Regions from separate parts of the Mus musculus genome. Here all the other regions are linked to region 2. Evidence: chromatin contacts called from public HiChIP or PLAC-seq data. All regions are on one chromosome and are shown on one strand. The core of a region is the stretch at or near the end of the contact, and the rest is flanking DNA. Distances in the headings are between cores, read along the strand shown.

What was found. HiChIP or PLAC-seq counts read pairs in DNA pulled down with a chosen protein or histone mark.
Region 1: a contact with region 2 is called in an HNF4G HiChIP or PLAC-seq map of pancreatic cancer cells. The contact joins the promoter of Nr1h3 here to the promoter of Ptprj in region 2. A contact is called at or near these places in 1 of 39 promoter capture datasets (pre-B cells) and 1 of 115 datasets of contacts at active chromatin or transcription factors (pancreatic cancer cells).
Region 3: a FOXA1 HiChIP or PLAC-seq map of pancreatic cancer cells shows a contact between it and region 2. The contact joins the promoter of Arfgap2 here to the promoter of Ptprj in region 2. A contact is called at or near these places in 1 of 115 datasets of contacts at active chromatin or transcription factors (pancreatic cancer cells) and 1 of 9 other capture datasets (adipose tissue).

The regions. Positions count from the first base shown.
Region 1 is chr2:91,193,386-91,197,688 of GRCm38.p6, forward strand. It overlaps Nr1h3 (nuclear receptor subfamily 1, group H, member 3), which reads right to left and starts at 1,731. Exons shown (of 10, transcript NM_001177730.1): 1 at 1,580-1,731; 2 at 232-311. The coding sequence starts at 274.
Region 2 is chr2:90,578,909-90,583,133 of GRCm38.p6, forward strand. Ptprj (protein tyrosine phosphatase, receptor type, J) reads right to left here and starts at 1,687. Exons shown (of 24, transcript NM_008982.6): 1 at 1,248-1,687. The coding sequence starts at 1,343. It overlaps Gm46752 (vegetative cell wall protein gp1-like), which reads left to right and starts at 1,847. Exons shown (of 3, transcript XR_001783391.2): 1 at 1,847-2,008; 2 at 2,203-2,462.
Region 3 is chr2:91,263,662-91,267,974 of GRCm38.p6, forward strand. It overlaps Arfgap2 (ADP-ribosylation factor GTPase activating protein 2), which reads left to right and starts at 1,454. Exons shown (of 16, transcript NM_023854.2): 1 at 1,454-1,743; 2 at 1,911-2,029; 3 at 2,565-2,637; 4 at 3,464-3,595; 5 at 3,675-3,755. The coding sequence starts at 1,672. Pacsin3 (protein kinase C and casein kinase substrate in neurons 3) reads left to right here. Exons shown (of 11, transcript NM_001289678.1): 10 at 104-225; 11 at 530-1,019. The coding sequence ends at 645.

The sequences.
Region 1 (4,303 bases), core at 481-2,980, 610 kb after region 2:
AGCCAGAGCTGTCTAAGCATGAGACGTGTCAGCTTTCCCAGAAAAGCAAGCCCAGACTGAGGACTTCACTGACCAAGCACTAGAACCAGGGGAAAGGGTTTGAGCAACACTTAGATCTGGCAGTGCTTCTAAGGGGTGCTGGATGCAGTGAGGGGAGGGGGCTGATTCCTGAGGTAGGAGAGGAGCCAGAGACCTGGGCTCCGGGGAGAAGGTTTGAATAAAACAGCTTACCAGGAGAAACATCAGGCATTGAGGCCTCCAGCCACAAGGACATCTCTTCCTGGAGCCCTGGACATTACCAAGACACTGTCCTGCAGGAACAAGCCAGGTTACACATTTCCAGAACTAGGCCTGGGCTCCCTTCTGTGCCCTGTGCCTTTTTTCTGTCCTCACAGCATCGACTGACATTTACTTCTCATAGATTAGCCTATGAAGCCTTCTTTACTATATCCCTATGAAGTCCGGATTTCTTTGTTTGATTGGTTGGTTTGTTTTTCGAGACAGGGTTTCTCTATGTAGTACTGGCTGTCCTTGAATTCTCTCTGTGTAAACCAGGCTAGCCTCAAACTCAAATCCACTTACCTCTGCCTCCCGAATGCCAGGATTAAAGGCATGCAGCACCAACCTGGCTGAATTCAGGAGTCTCTCTCTCTCTCTCTCTCCCATTCATTTATATATATAAATTTTTTCCCAGTTCTAAAGATTGAACCCAGGACACTTCAGGCAGGCTAGGCAAATGGTTGGCCATTGAACTCTACAACCTCCACCCTGTCAGGCCTATTCTTAAATTCATTTTAAAGATAAGCAAATTAAGGTTCAAAGAGATTAAGGAAACTGCCTATAGACAGACAGGTGGAGGTGGTCCAGCCAAGAGTAGAATCCTGACTTGTTTGCGTTCTCAGCTTTGTTCTATCCTTTTCTGCGCCTGTCTCCAGGCTGAGTGGAGGGTCCTTCCATCTGGTCTGACATTAGGGCAAGCCAAAGTTGGCAGAACCACAAGACTGGATCGAAGCTCACTCTATGGGTCTGTTTATTATAATCTTTTCCCTGCCGTTACTGAAGTCCTAGTATTAAGTTCTTGTCTCAAGAATCTCACCAGTAGCGGGCCTCCTCTCCCAGAACCCCTCCAGTTCTTCTGAGACTTAGTAAAACTCTATCCCCGCCCAGATGTCCCGTTAGATATTCCTCACTTCTAGAACATCCTCCCATCACATCCCTCCCCACCCAGATGCAAGGATAGAGCCCCCCAGCCACTGAGCAGACTCGCCGAATCCCCAGGCCACCAGACTTCCCGGCTGCGTAGTCTCTGGAGCCCCCTTGCTGGGAGAAGAGGGTGTTGCAGTACCTGGCCTTCGAGGCCGCAGCGGGCAGCCAGTGACAAGAGCTGAGCGCACAGGGGCCAGCAGGGAGAAGCAGTAATGTAGGAAAAGGCCAAGGGGAGGGACTGCCAAGGGGTCCTTCCTACTGGCGACCCAAGACTCTTAGCTTCATTAGGCCCCCGCCCACGAGGTAGCTTCCCCACCAGACTAACTCCTCCCCGGCCGGCCACCCTCTTAGCCGGCGCCACCCTGTCCCCTACCCTCTACCAAAACTGTCGCGTTTCCCCGCAGACCGGTCTAGTTCCATCTCTCTCCTTCCTCTCCTCACCCTGGAGGCTCTTTGCTCTGACAGAAGGACTGCTTCTCAGTCACCCCCACCCTAATCCCAGCAGCCTCCAGAGTCAGCGTTCCCTCCCCCCTCCTCCCAAAGACACCTCGCGGAGCAAAGGTCCCGGCACGGCCCGGAATTGCGACACCAAGCCCCAGCCTGTGTTCCCAGCCTCCCTCCTCCCCTGCCTCTGGGAAGGCGCCAAGCTCTCCCCACTAGCCCCAGGACTGAGCCAAGCCAGTAGAACTCCAAGGGTGAAGACAGGCAGGTGCTGGGCCTTCCAGTGAGTTTGTGTGTGGATGCCCTGAGGGGGACAGAGAAAGGAAGAGGCCAATAAAAAGAGGCCTGGGGGAGGAGTGAGAGAAGCAGACATTAGCAACCCAGGGGCCAGTCCAGAATAGACACCCCCCCCCCCATAGATAAGAAGGCAACCTCATCTACGGAACAGCCCCATCTGAGATGGTGTCAAGATCTACTGACTCTAAAGCCATAGCTTTCCTGCCTTGCTTCCTGGGACAAGAGATTTAGCCCTGAAGGAATACATCATGCCTTTCTGATTTAATCTCCCAAGGGGATCAGCAGCTGGTTTAGAGAGGAGACTATGTTTCTTTTTGTTGAATAAGTAAACAAACAAACAAACAAACAAATGGCTCTCTCTTCTGTTCCACACTTGTTAGCTTGCATTCATTCCAATTCACCACAATCATTTCTCTTTAGGGTTCTGGGTTCAAACCTCCGTGTTACAGTTACAACGCAGGGAGGGCTATAACCTAGGCTAGGAAAGCACTTCTGTGCTGAACTTTGCCCCATCCAACTAGGCCATCTTGACTGAGCAAGTTAATGTCTCTGAACCTCTCTTTTTCTTTAATGTCTCTGAACCTCTCTTTTTCTTTAATGTCTCTGAACCTCTCTTTTTCTTTAATGTCTCTGAACCTCTCTTTTTCTTTAATGTCTCTGAACCTCTCTTTTTCTTTAAGATGGGGACGATGACGACGATGATGATAGTTTTGCCACATATGATCAATGTGAGAATAAAGATCAACACAGTGTGTCACAGTAATGTCCAAGGATGGGCGGGGATTATCTGTCCACTCCCAGTTCCTTTAGTGGTTTGTCTTCCCATAACCTTGAACCTTGAAGCTTTGTCAACTTTCTGAATCTTTGTTGCCATATACAAATCTCTCATTATCTCCTGGTTCCTGAGGGAGCGCCAAGAGTAAACGGCTCTAAAATCTTTCGCCTTTTACTAAAGAGTAAACGGCTCTGTTTTACAGCGCACACTGCTGTTTGTAAGCTTGCCCAAGACCACACATTGGCCAAACTGAGATCAGAATTCAGATGTCTTTTCTCCGGGCTCTTTTCTTCCTGTGTCTGAGTCCAGAACATTCTCCAGTCTGAAGGAGAAGTACTGAGATGGAAGAAGCCAAGATCGGTGGTCAGCAGGGCTGGTGGTCAGCAGGGTTGGTGGGCTGCAGATGCTTCAATTCAGATGTGAGAAGCAGGCGTTGAGGTTACTGCTGGCCATTCATCCCATGCCCCATTCCCAGTTTCCTGCTCACAGGCTCTTCCTGTTTTGCTGTGAACTCCAATTCCCATGGGTCCACATTAAAGCACAGGACAAGGGCCAAACAAGCAGCCAGAGGGACCAGAAGAGAGATGAACAGGGCATGAGGGAAGAAAACAGAGGAAACAGGGAAGGGTGAACATGGTTGTGGGGGCGGGACAGAAGGGACAGGATGGGGGAAGGATGAGAAAACTGAAGTAGAAAGGGGCTTGGTGAGAGATGAGAGGAAGCGCAGGGTGAGCCAAGGGAACAGGCAGAGACTGGGAACACGTGCAAGAAGGCAGCAGGCTGTGGGGGTGTTGCAAAATCTGCCCATGTATTCATTTCTCACATTCAGAAAAAGCCCCTCTGGCAGCCCCCATCTTCAGCTTCTGCCTCTGGCTTTTGCTCTTGTTCCTTCTCATCATAAGGTCATCCCCTCACAAGGCCTCCACCCTGGTCTGGACACTTATGAATCATAAGCACAAGGCTCTCCATTCTTCTCATGGGTTCCTTCCTCAATTTCCACAAAGACCTGCCCCTCTGGGAAAGTAGAAACCAAGGACAGCAGCCACAGAGACGGGGACAGCTCAGTCCCAGCACCTGTCAAGTGCAAGTGTCCAGCTCTCTCCCCTTGCTCAAGTTGCAGCATCATAGGTCCTCAGAGATGTCCCTGACACACCTCATTTCAAGGAACTTGAGACTTAACATTGGCCTGAAATCCAAAGACATTATCTTCTAGGGGTTTTGAAAAAAAAGTCTCACCCAGGTGTGGTGGCGAACACCTTTAATCCCAGCAGAGGCAGACGGATTTGTGAGTTCGAGGCCAGCCTGGTCTACAAAGTGAGTTCCCAGGACAGCCAGGGCTACACAGAGAAACCCTGTCTCGGAAAAAAAAAAAAAAGTCTCCCTCATTCTGCTCCCAATCCTCCCCCTGACTCCCTAATCTCTTCACAGGGGCTTCCTAGGCCCCCTGACCCAGACTTGAGGCAGCTACTGAACAAGCAGGTCCTCCCTCAAGCCAGTGAGGTAGGGCAGCCCAGTTTCCTGTAGAAGAGGCAGCACTGTCAGTACCTCACCATCACACATTACAGGCGATGGAGGAGCAAAGAG
Region 2 (4,225 bases), core at 437-2,936:
CTCTCTCTCTCTCTCTCTCTCTCTCTCTCTCTCTCTCTCTCTCTCTCTCTCTCCCTCTCTCCCTCTCTCTCTCCCTCCCTCCCTCCCTCCCTCCCGTGTCTGTGTGTGTGCAAAGCTTTCTCTCAAAGTCAGTTTCCATCCCCAGCCTATGCTTCATTTGTGTCTCACTGTCTGTTTAGAGCTGGTACCTATAAAGCAAGTGAGACTTTCATTAGCAAAAAGCAAGACAAGAGCATCCTCCAGGCCACTTTCAGCTGCAGAGTTCAAGACCACAGCCAGTTCCCAGAAGGCTGTGAGGCAGAACTCGCTTGCTCAGCTCCCGCAGCACCAGCTGGGTGATTCCACTCTTTCACTTCTCTCCCTCAGTTCCCTATCTGCAAAATGGGAATGTCCCCCCAGCTGCCTTGCATCACATCCCCTGCCATGAAAATACCACTGAGAGAAAAGATCCAAAATTCGAGTCCCACCATTATCGGAAAAAAAAAAGTGAAGCAAGGAAAAAAAAAAAAGAAAGAAAAGAAAAGTCTGGAGGGGAGGGGTATAGCTAGCGCCCACAAAGCACGAATGCACACCCAGAAAAGCCAGCACTATCTCAGGAGCGATGATGAGAACAGAGCCAGCAGCCTCAAGGGACGCCTTTGAGCGGCCACCTTGGCAAGGCTGGGAACTTTCCCCCACAAAAAGCGCCCTCGGTTCTGAGTCCGGCGCTTCGCCCACCGCCCAGCGCCAGGGCCTGTCCCCAAGCACCCGGCCACCGCCACTGCCCTTCTGTCCAAGCCCTCGTGCCCCTCCAGGCCGGGTCGTAGGTCGGCCTCGGCTCAGCCAGGCCGTCCCTGCTCCGCATCCACAGCCCTCCGCAAACACGCCCCCTCCGGCCGCTTCGGGCGCGCAAGCAGGGCCCGCGCTGGCCAGACGTGACCAGCTCCGGGAAAGGCCGGGCCACCGCCGCCTGCAGCCCATGCGGGAGCTTCTATGGAAGAGTCAACGGGCACGGCGGGGGACACCCTGGGGACCCCGGAATCCTGCCCTTCCCCTGGCACCCGGGAGCCAGGGAAGGGGCTGAGTGGCGGGAGCAGGAGGCTGGCCAAGATCCCTGCCAGCCTCCTCCAGGAGGAAGGCTCCCAGGACCACGATCTCTCAGACCCTCGCCGGGTGTTCCTGGAACGGGTGACACCCGGGCAGGTGCAGGCGATGCCAATTCGGCCCGCGTCTTCCTACCACACGCCCAGGCCCACTCGAGAGCTTACCTGGCCCTGGCGTAGCAACAGCAGCAGCGGCAGCAGCGCCCAGCGGAGCCCGGGCGAGCGCGGGGGTGTCCGCGTCTCCCGCGCCGCGGGCTTCATGCCCTGCGCGCCCTGGAACGTGCCCGGGACGCGCCCCGCCGTGTGCCCGAAGCCGGGCGCCCTCGTCTCCGTCTCCAGCCGACGCCTCCGCCTCCTTCTCCGCCAGCCGGTCCGCCTAGTCCCCGCTCCGCCCGCCCCGGGCTTCCCCGGGGACATGGCAGCGGCGGCGGCGGCGGCCACACGGCGGAGCCTAGCGCGCCTGGCGCGGAGCGGCCGCGGCCTTAGACTCGCAGGGGCTTCGCGGGGCGGAGCGAGCGGCGCCCACCCTCCGCGCGTGGCTCCCAGCTCCCGGCTCCCGCGGCCCCGGCTGCTCCCTCTGCCTCCTCCGCGCGTCATGCGGCTCCGGCTGCAGGGAGCCGCGCCGAGCGCTCGGCCCCCTCTCTTCCCCTCCCCCTCTGAATATTCATCGCTTCCTCCCGCTCGGGCGGGCCGGCCGCTGCCGTGCTCCGCGGCCCCTCGCCGCCCTCTCGCCGCGGCCCCCGCCCCCAGCGAGCTGGCGGCGGGCGGGGAGTGGGCGGTGGCGAGCCCGGTGCACGCTCTGGCGTCTCCCCTCCCGCGGCCGGAGGAAGCGCCCCCTCCCTGTCCGCCTAGCCCTCCCACATTCCTGGGACTCGGGACCCGGGACGCTGCTCCACTGTTCCAGAGCCACGAGCTAGTATGGATGGGTCAGTAGGGACTCTTCAGCCTGGGACTCCCTCCCTGGCTCTGGCTTGAGCGTGCCTCTTGCCCAGGTCACAGTCGTGCTTGCTTCTAGACCGCAATCTGGTGAAGCCTGGCCCGTGGGTGGGCTTTGGGGGAGGGTGTGGGTGAACCCCCCGAAACTATTGGAAGCACACCATGTATTCTGTTCTCTCCCCAGACGCTGGGCCAGGAAGTCAGAGAGCCTGCACAGAAGCTGGTCCAGTGATTAGAGCCCCAGCTGTGGCATATGGCAAGCCCAGCTGTGCTATATACTAACTGTGTAATCCTGGTTGTGTGACTTGGAGAGAGATGCCTCACCTCTCTTGACCACTCTATGCTCCTGTGTAACAGGAAGATACTACGGGTACCTGTCTACCGAGACTTGCCTGGCGATTAAATGAGATCATGGGTAAAGTCCCAAAGAGGGTGGGACATAAGGTGAGCCCATCTGGCAGCTGTCATCACAAGTCCTGATCTGAAAGGAGTTACAAATTACCACGAATACTGCTACTGTGCCCAGGCTCACGAGAGGAAACCAAAGAGCTCTATCTACTGCACCTAGAAGTAATGACAGACAGTACCAAACCAAGGCATGCTAGGGAGGGAAAGACTGATTCTGACCAAAGGAAGAGGTGACACTTGAGCTGGGCTTTGATGGATGGTTGGGTTTCACCGGGCAGAGAGAGGGGAGCAGTGTGGCAGGAAGTGGGAGCAACTTGGCAAAAAAAAAAAAAAAAAAAAAAAAAAAAATCAGAAGGCAGATTCTTCAACCTTGACCTTCTGAGAAACAGAGAAACAGGAGCGTTCTATTTGGGAAGACCTGAGCAGCCAAGATAGTGAAGTGAATCTAGTCTGGACCCTATGAGAACTGGAATGTAGACCACCAGGTGTCCAGCCTGCTTCTAGGCATCCCTTGGGCCTCAGAGTCCCAGCTTCACGCAGAGAACAGAGGGGAAAGGGGCTGCACCTGTCCTCTGGTATTTTGCATTTGATTAAACACTATCTGGTTATCACAGCCCACAGGAGTTATGTTCCTCCCTGCCTCACTCTTCTTGAGGCAGAAACAGGTGTTTTTTAAAAGCACTCACACCAGCCAGGCATGGTAGCACACAGCTTTAGTCACAGCAATCAGGAGGCAGAAACAGGAGGAGGTAAATTCAAGTCCAGCCTGGTCTACAGAGTGATTTCCAGGACAGCTGGGGTAACATCATAAAGAGACTTCATCTCAAAAAAATTAAAAAATAAAAATAAACAAATAAATAAATAAAGCACCTTCCATGGTGCCCAGAGGAAAGGAGTTATAATGCTAATAGAACTGTACCTGCCCCTGATCCTCACAGACCTTGCACCATCCCAGTTGCCACAGATTCACATCTTGGTTCTGTCAACAGGGGTATGAACTCCTGCATGCCCTTTGATTTCCTACTGGGTAGAATGTATGCCCCCATTTAAGAGGTAGTGACCGTTTAAGAACTAACAGCCTTCTCTGAGAAGGGGTTAATACGTGCATAATAAACAAATCAAGATGAACTGATACTCTGTATGAGAAATGAACCCTGAACAGTGCTAGTTGGAAACTCCTTGTGGGCGGGACCTCATCTCCTCTGCCTACTCTGTGGCATCTTCACGATGCCTAGCATGTTCAGTACATTGTAGGAGCTGGGGCTCTTAAAATGTGTGGTTACCTGATGGGGAACATGGATTCTTTGCAAAGACAGACTAGGGAAGAATCATTCCCTAGGCAAAGGGATACCACAGTCTCTCTTTGCAGTTAGAATGGTGTTATATACTTGTCTTCTGTGAACCATAGCTGCCAATGCTTAATTCTATTTAACCACAGTTTTGAATTTATGGAGTTGTTTTGTTTTATAAAAAGGTCCCAGGTAGCCCAAGCTGACCCCTAACTTCAAATATACCTGAAGAATGACCTCAAACTTCTGATCCTCCTCTCTCTATGCTTAAGTGCCAGGACTGTAAACATGCATCACCACACCCCACTTATGCACTGCTGAGGACTGAGTCCACAGCTCCATGCATGCTAGGCAGGCACCCTAGCAGCTGAGCTAGATCCCCTCTGTCTATTTGACTGCCGTCCTCGTGGAGCTAAGTAAGCTGCCCAAAGACAGGGCCTGTGTCTTGCTCATCATTGCATTCACAGCAAATAGCAGTCATTCCTGTTGTACTTACTTAATTAAACTAAG
Region 3 (4,313 bases), core at 204-2,703, 680 kb after region 2:
GGCTCCTCCCTGCCCGCCGCCAAGCAGCCAAGCCCTTTGTCTTGAGTACTGGATACAGTGGGTCTTGTGCCCTGAGTTGTGCCCCTTGTGTTCCCCTCTCTAGTAGCGGGCAGGACGAGGACTGGTCAGATGAGGAGAGTCCCCGGAAAGTTGCCACTGGGGTGAGGGTACGGGCGCTTTATGACTATGCTGGCCAGGAGGCTGATGAGCTGAGCTTCCGAGCAGGTATGCTGGGCCCTTTCATGGTCCTTCCCACTTCAGCCCCCGTCCTACTTGCTAGAGCAGGGCTGTAGACGAAGAAAGCCAGGGACTCCATCCTCACAGGCTGCTCAGGGTCCAGCTGCAGCCTGACAGTTGCCTCCCTGGGGTCTAAGGTTGGGTGGCTTTTCCTGGCTGTGTCCTATCCTGGTCTGAGTTGGGTATCCTCCAGTTTGTCGGCCCTTGTGCTATTCCATCCCCCAGTCCATGACCTAGTTTTGAGACCAGTAAAGCCAGTGCTTTGGGCAATGACTGTTTTGTCTTTCTTCAGGGGAAGAGTTGCTGAAGATGAGCGAGGAGGATGAGCAGGGCTGGTGCCAGGGCCAGCTGCAGAGTGGCCGCATTGGTCTGTACCCTGCCAATTACGTAGAATGTGTGGGCGCCTGAGTGCCCTGACAGCCCTACCAAGGCGTCTCTCTGACCTGGGCCAGAGCTTAACCCTTCCTGGACTGCTGGACCTGAAGGCCCTGAACCATGTGCTGCTGCTGTCTCTCTTTTCCCACAGGAGGAAGTCTCAGGGCCCATGAAGGGCAGGGGTCTGTGTCTAGAGTTGGAGGTTGGAATGATGGAGGGTCGAGAGGTGCCCGAGCCTCCTCGGGAACATTTGGGTCATCCCAGAGTGGGAGGATCCAGCTCCTAAACTGTTTAGGAGTTCCTGGGGTGAGGTTGGGGAGAATGTAGTTTGAGGCTGGCAGCACCTTCTTTTGTGACTTGTAGTGTGCATTAAATTTGATTAAGAATAAAAACCCCATCAAGTGTTGTGAGCGTCTTTTGATAGCCTACTCTTGCTGGTGGGAGGCACGGGGTCGGCCCGTGGGCGTGCCATGTGTTATGGAACTGGGATTGGGCAGGCAGTTGCCTCCTGGTATCTGCCCCGGAATTTCAGGAGTGCAATCTGGACTGGAAGGGACTTGGTGATCAAGGTTGTTGTGTGCTGGCCTCTGCTCTAGGCCAGTTGCTGGATTGTGAGCTGAGCTGGAGCCCTGCCAATGCCTTCCGGATGGGGCTATGAGCACTTGGGAGATTGTTAATCATTACTCGTCCATCACAGAGTCTGTTACCATGGCTCTCTGCCTGACGCCTACAGCCAGTGGTCGAGCGGTACGTAGGGTACCCGGGTCCAGCAGGAACTCGTGAGGAAGTTTGGGCCAGTCCACGAGCCGTCGCCCGCTCGGGCTGCGGATTGGCCAGGCGCAGCGCGGCGTTCACTCTCAGGCCCGTGGTGGAGCTCCCGGCTGCTAACGTCATGTTTCAGCCCCGCCCGACGTTCATTGGCCCAGATCTGGTCGAATCACTCCACTCGTAGGCGGGTCGGGGCCCTGTCGTGACCGGCGCGGTGAGCCTGCCTTCGCCGCCGAGGATTGGCCCGCGCCGGGACCTGTCGGTCGCGGTTGTGTCTGGGAAGGAGAGAAAATGGCGGCGAGCCCGAGCAAGACCGAAATCCAGACTATTTTTAAGAGACTTCGCGCAATTCCCACCAACAAGGTGCTTGAGCGGGCGGGGTACGGGTCCTGACGCCGGCGGAGAAGACGTCTCTTGTCCCCTGGGGTCTGAGGGAGGGCGAGGACGGAGGTTGGAGGCTTTCTTGTGGTTTCTAGCGCCGGGCCTCGACTCTGGGCCCTAACCGTTCGCTTGTCGTCTTTTCCACTTAGGCCTGTTTCGATTGTGGCGCCAAGAGTCCTAGTTGGGCCAGCATCACTTACGGTGTATTTTTGTGTATTGACTGCTCCGGAGTGCATCGCTCCTTGGGTGTCCATCTCAGCTTTATCAGGTAGGTTCTGTGTGAGGGTGCTGTGCCTCCACGGGGGCTGTGTGCGTGGTCAGCGACGGGGAGAGGGCGCCTGGACTTGGACCTTCCTGAATTTGATGTTTGGATTTCTCCTGGCGGGAGTTCTGGTAGCCTACAGCGGGGGCTTGCGGGCGGAGGGCGGCGGGGGGTTCCACCTCTGTAGACTTCTCTCTTCACAGTTAACATGGTACTCAGCATCAGTTTGGGGGAGAGCTTAGATGCATTGACCTTGTTATTGCAGAAAGATTGGCCCAGTAGGTCTCCAGTGCGACTTTGACCAAACTTTAAGAAGAGCCAAACCCGTGCCTGCATTTCTCAGAAGTCGACCTCCTTTCGGATCTCCTTTTCAGAAATAATTAGTACCCTTTGGATTAGGCGAAGCGCAATGATTTCAAATACAGGGGAGAGAGGAGGAAATGGGACAGTGACTGATGGTTCCTGGACACCCACAGAAGCCTGAGGCCGAATGACAGGTTTAGTCTTGATAGGGAAGGTGACACTCAGCCCTTGTACACAGGTCCACAGAGTTGGATTCGAACTGGAGCTGGTTGCAGCTGAGGTGTATGCAGGTCGGCGGGAATGCCAATGCGGTAACGTTCCTTTACCTTCTTCCACCCCCATCCTTCTGCCTGGGTATTTAACTTTTCCTTGATTTCTCAAAGTGAGTTTGGTTTCTCTGTTCCGAGAGTTTGCAGCTCTGGAACATGCCACACACTTTTCTAAATTCAGAAAAATTTAAACAGCTTCTTTCAAAGAGGCTTAATGAAATACAAACTGGGGGGGGGGGCTTGGGGGACTTTTGGGATAGCATTTGAAATGTAAATGAAGAAAATACCTAATTAAAAGAAAAAAAAAAGGAAATACAAACTGAACTAGACAGGTGCTCTCTGGCAGTAGCAGTGTCTCCATAGTCATTGGGGTTTTGTGGGCTCCTGGAGGGAGGATAGCTGAACAGAGAAGTACATACATTCTTCAGTCCCCTAGACCTTGTTCCCTGCTCTTACGGGGAGGGGCTGGCATGGTGGTTTTTGGGTTTTTTGAGGAATTTTGGAGGAGGTCAATTAGTGAGTGAAGGTGTTTATTGAGGGAGGCTGGTAACCTGAGTTCATTCAGTTGAGGGAACCCACATAAGGTGGAAGGAGAGAACCAACTCCATGGACTTGGCCTTTGACCTCTGCACACATGCTGGGGTGCACATGGAATAAATACAAATAAAAGGTTTTGTTGTTCTGTCTTGTTTTGAGAAGAAATCTTGGAAGACGTTTACCTCTTTGAAAACCTGCTGATGTCAGTAGTGTGTCATCCTGAATAAATAATAGCCCAATTGTTTAGTAATGTGTCTCCTATAGTGTGAATACAGTTTTCTTTGGCGAGAGTATTTGCACATACATATTACTCCTTCTCTTTGCTCTCCAGACTGCTTTTTTCCGCCAACACGGATGTATGGCCAATGATGCTAACACCAAATATACGAGCCGAGCTGCCCAGATGTACCGAGAGAAGATCCGGCAGTTAGGGAGTGCAGCTCTGACTAGGCATGGTACTGATGTGAGTGCTGGTTCCTGGGCTAGGGTGCTGGGATAAGAGATAGTAACAGCCCTGAGTTTCAGTGTCTCCTCTCTTCCAGCTTTGGATAGACAGTATGAACAGTGCTCCAAGTCACTCTCCAGAGAAGAAAGACTCTGATTTCTTCACAGAACATACTCAGGTGAGTACCACAGGGATGTTTCCTCTGATAAATGCTTTACTTACCAAGGCTGTATATACCCTTTTGTGATCATGACATAAATTCTTGTGTTTAGGTACAATGTCTCAGAGAGTGTTTGTAGTTCAGAATTGGTAATTACTACCTGCTTCTTATGGGAGTGGAGTGGAATCCTCCTTAGAAATGGATCCTGGAGTAGAGAATAGTTTGAAAGCTCAAGAAGTCTCAGGGACCCTAAACAACTTCCAAAAAGGAACAGAAGTTGGAGACAATGAGGATTGCCCCTCCTGTGACCCACCTGTAAAAAAGCTCTCCCCTCTGTTGGCAATGGGTATTGAAGTTAGAGCCTTGGGTCACATCCCAGCCTCTCTGCAAGTATTTCTGTGATGTGGCTAAGTCACTTAACCTGGGGGAAAACTCAGTTTCTAAAATGGAGACATAGTTACTTCCTAGGGCCTGAACATAGTTACTTCCACTGAACCTGTTGTATCTGTGAGCACCTTGGATTTGCATCTGGTGCATGGTCAATACGTAAGAGTTGTTAGTGCTATCAGTTAGGGG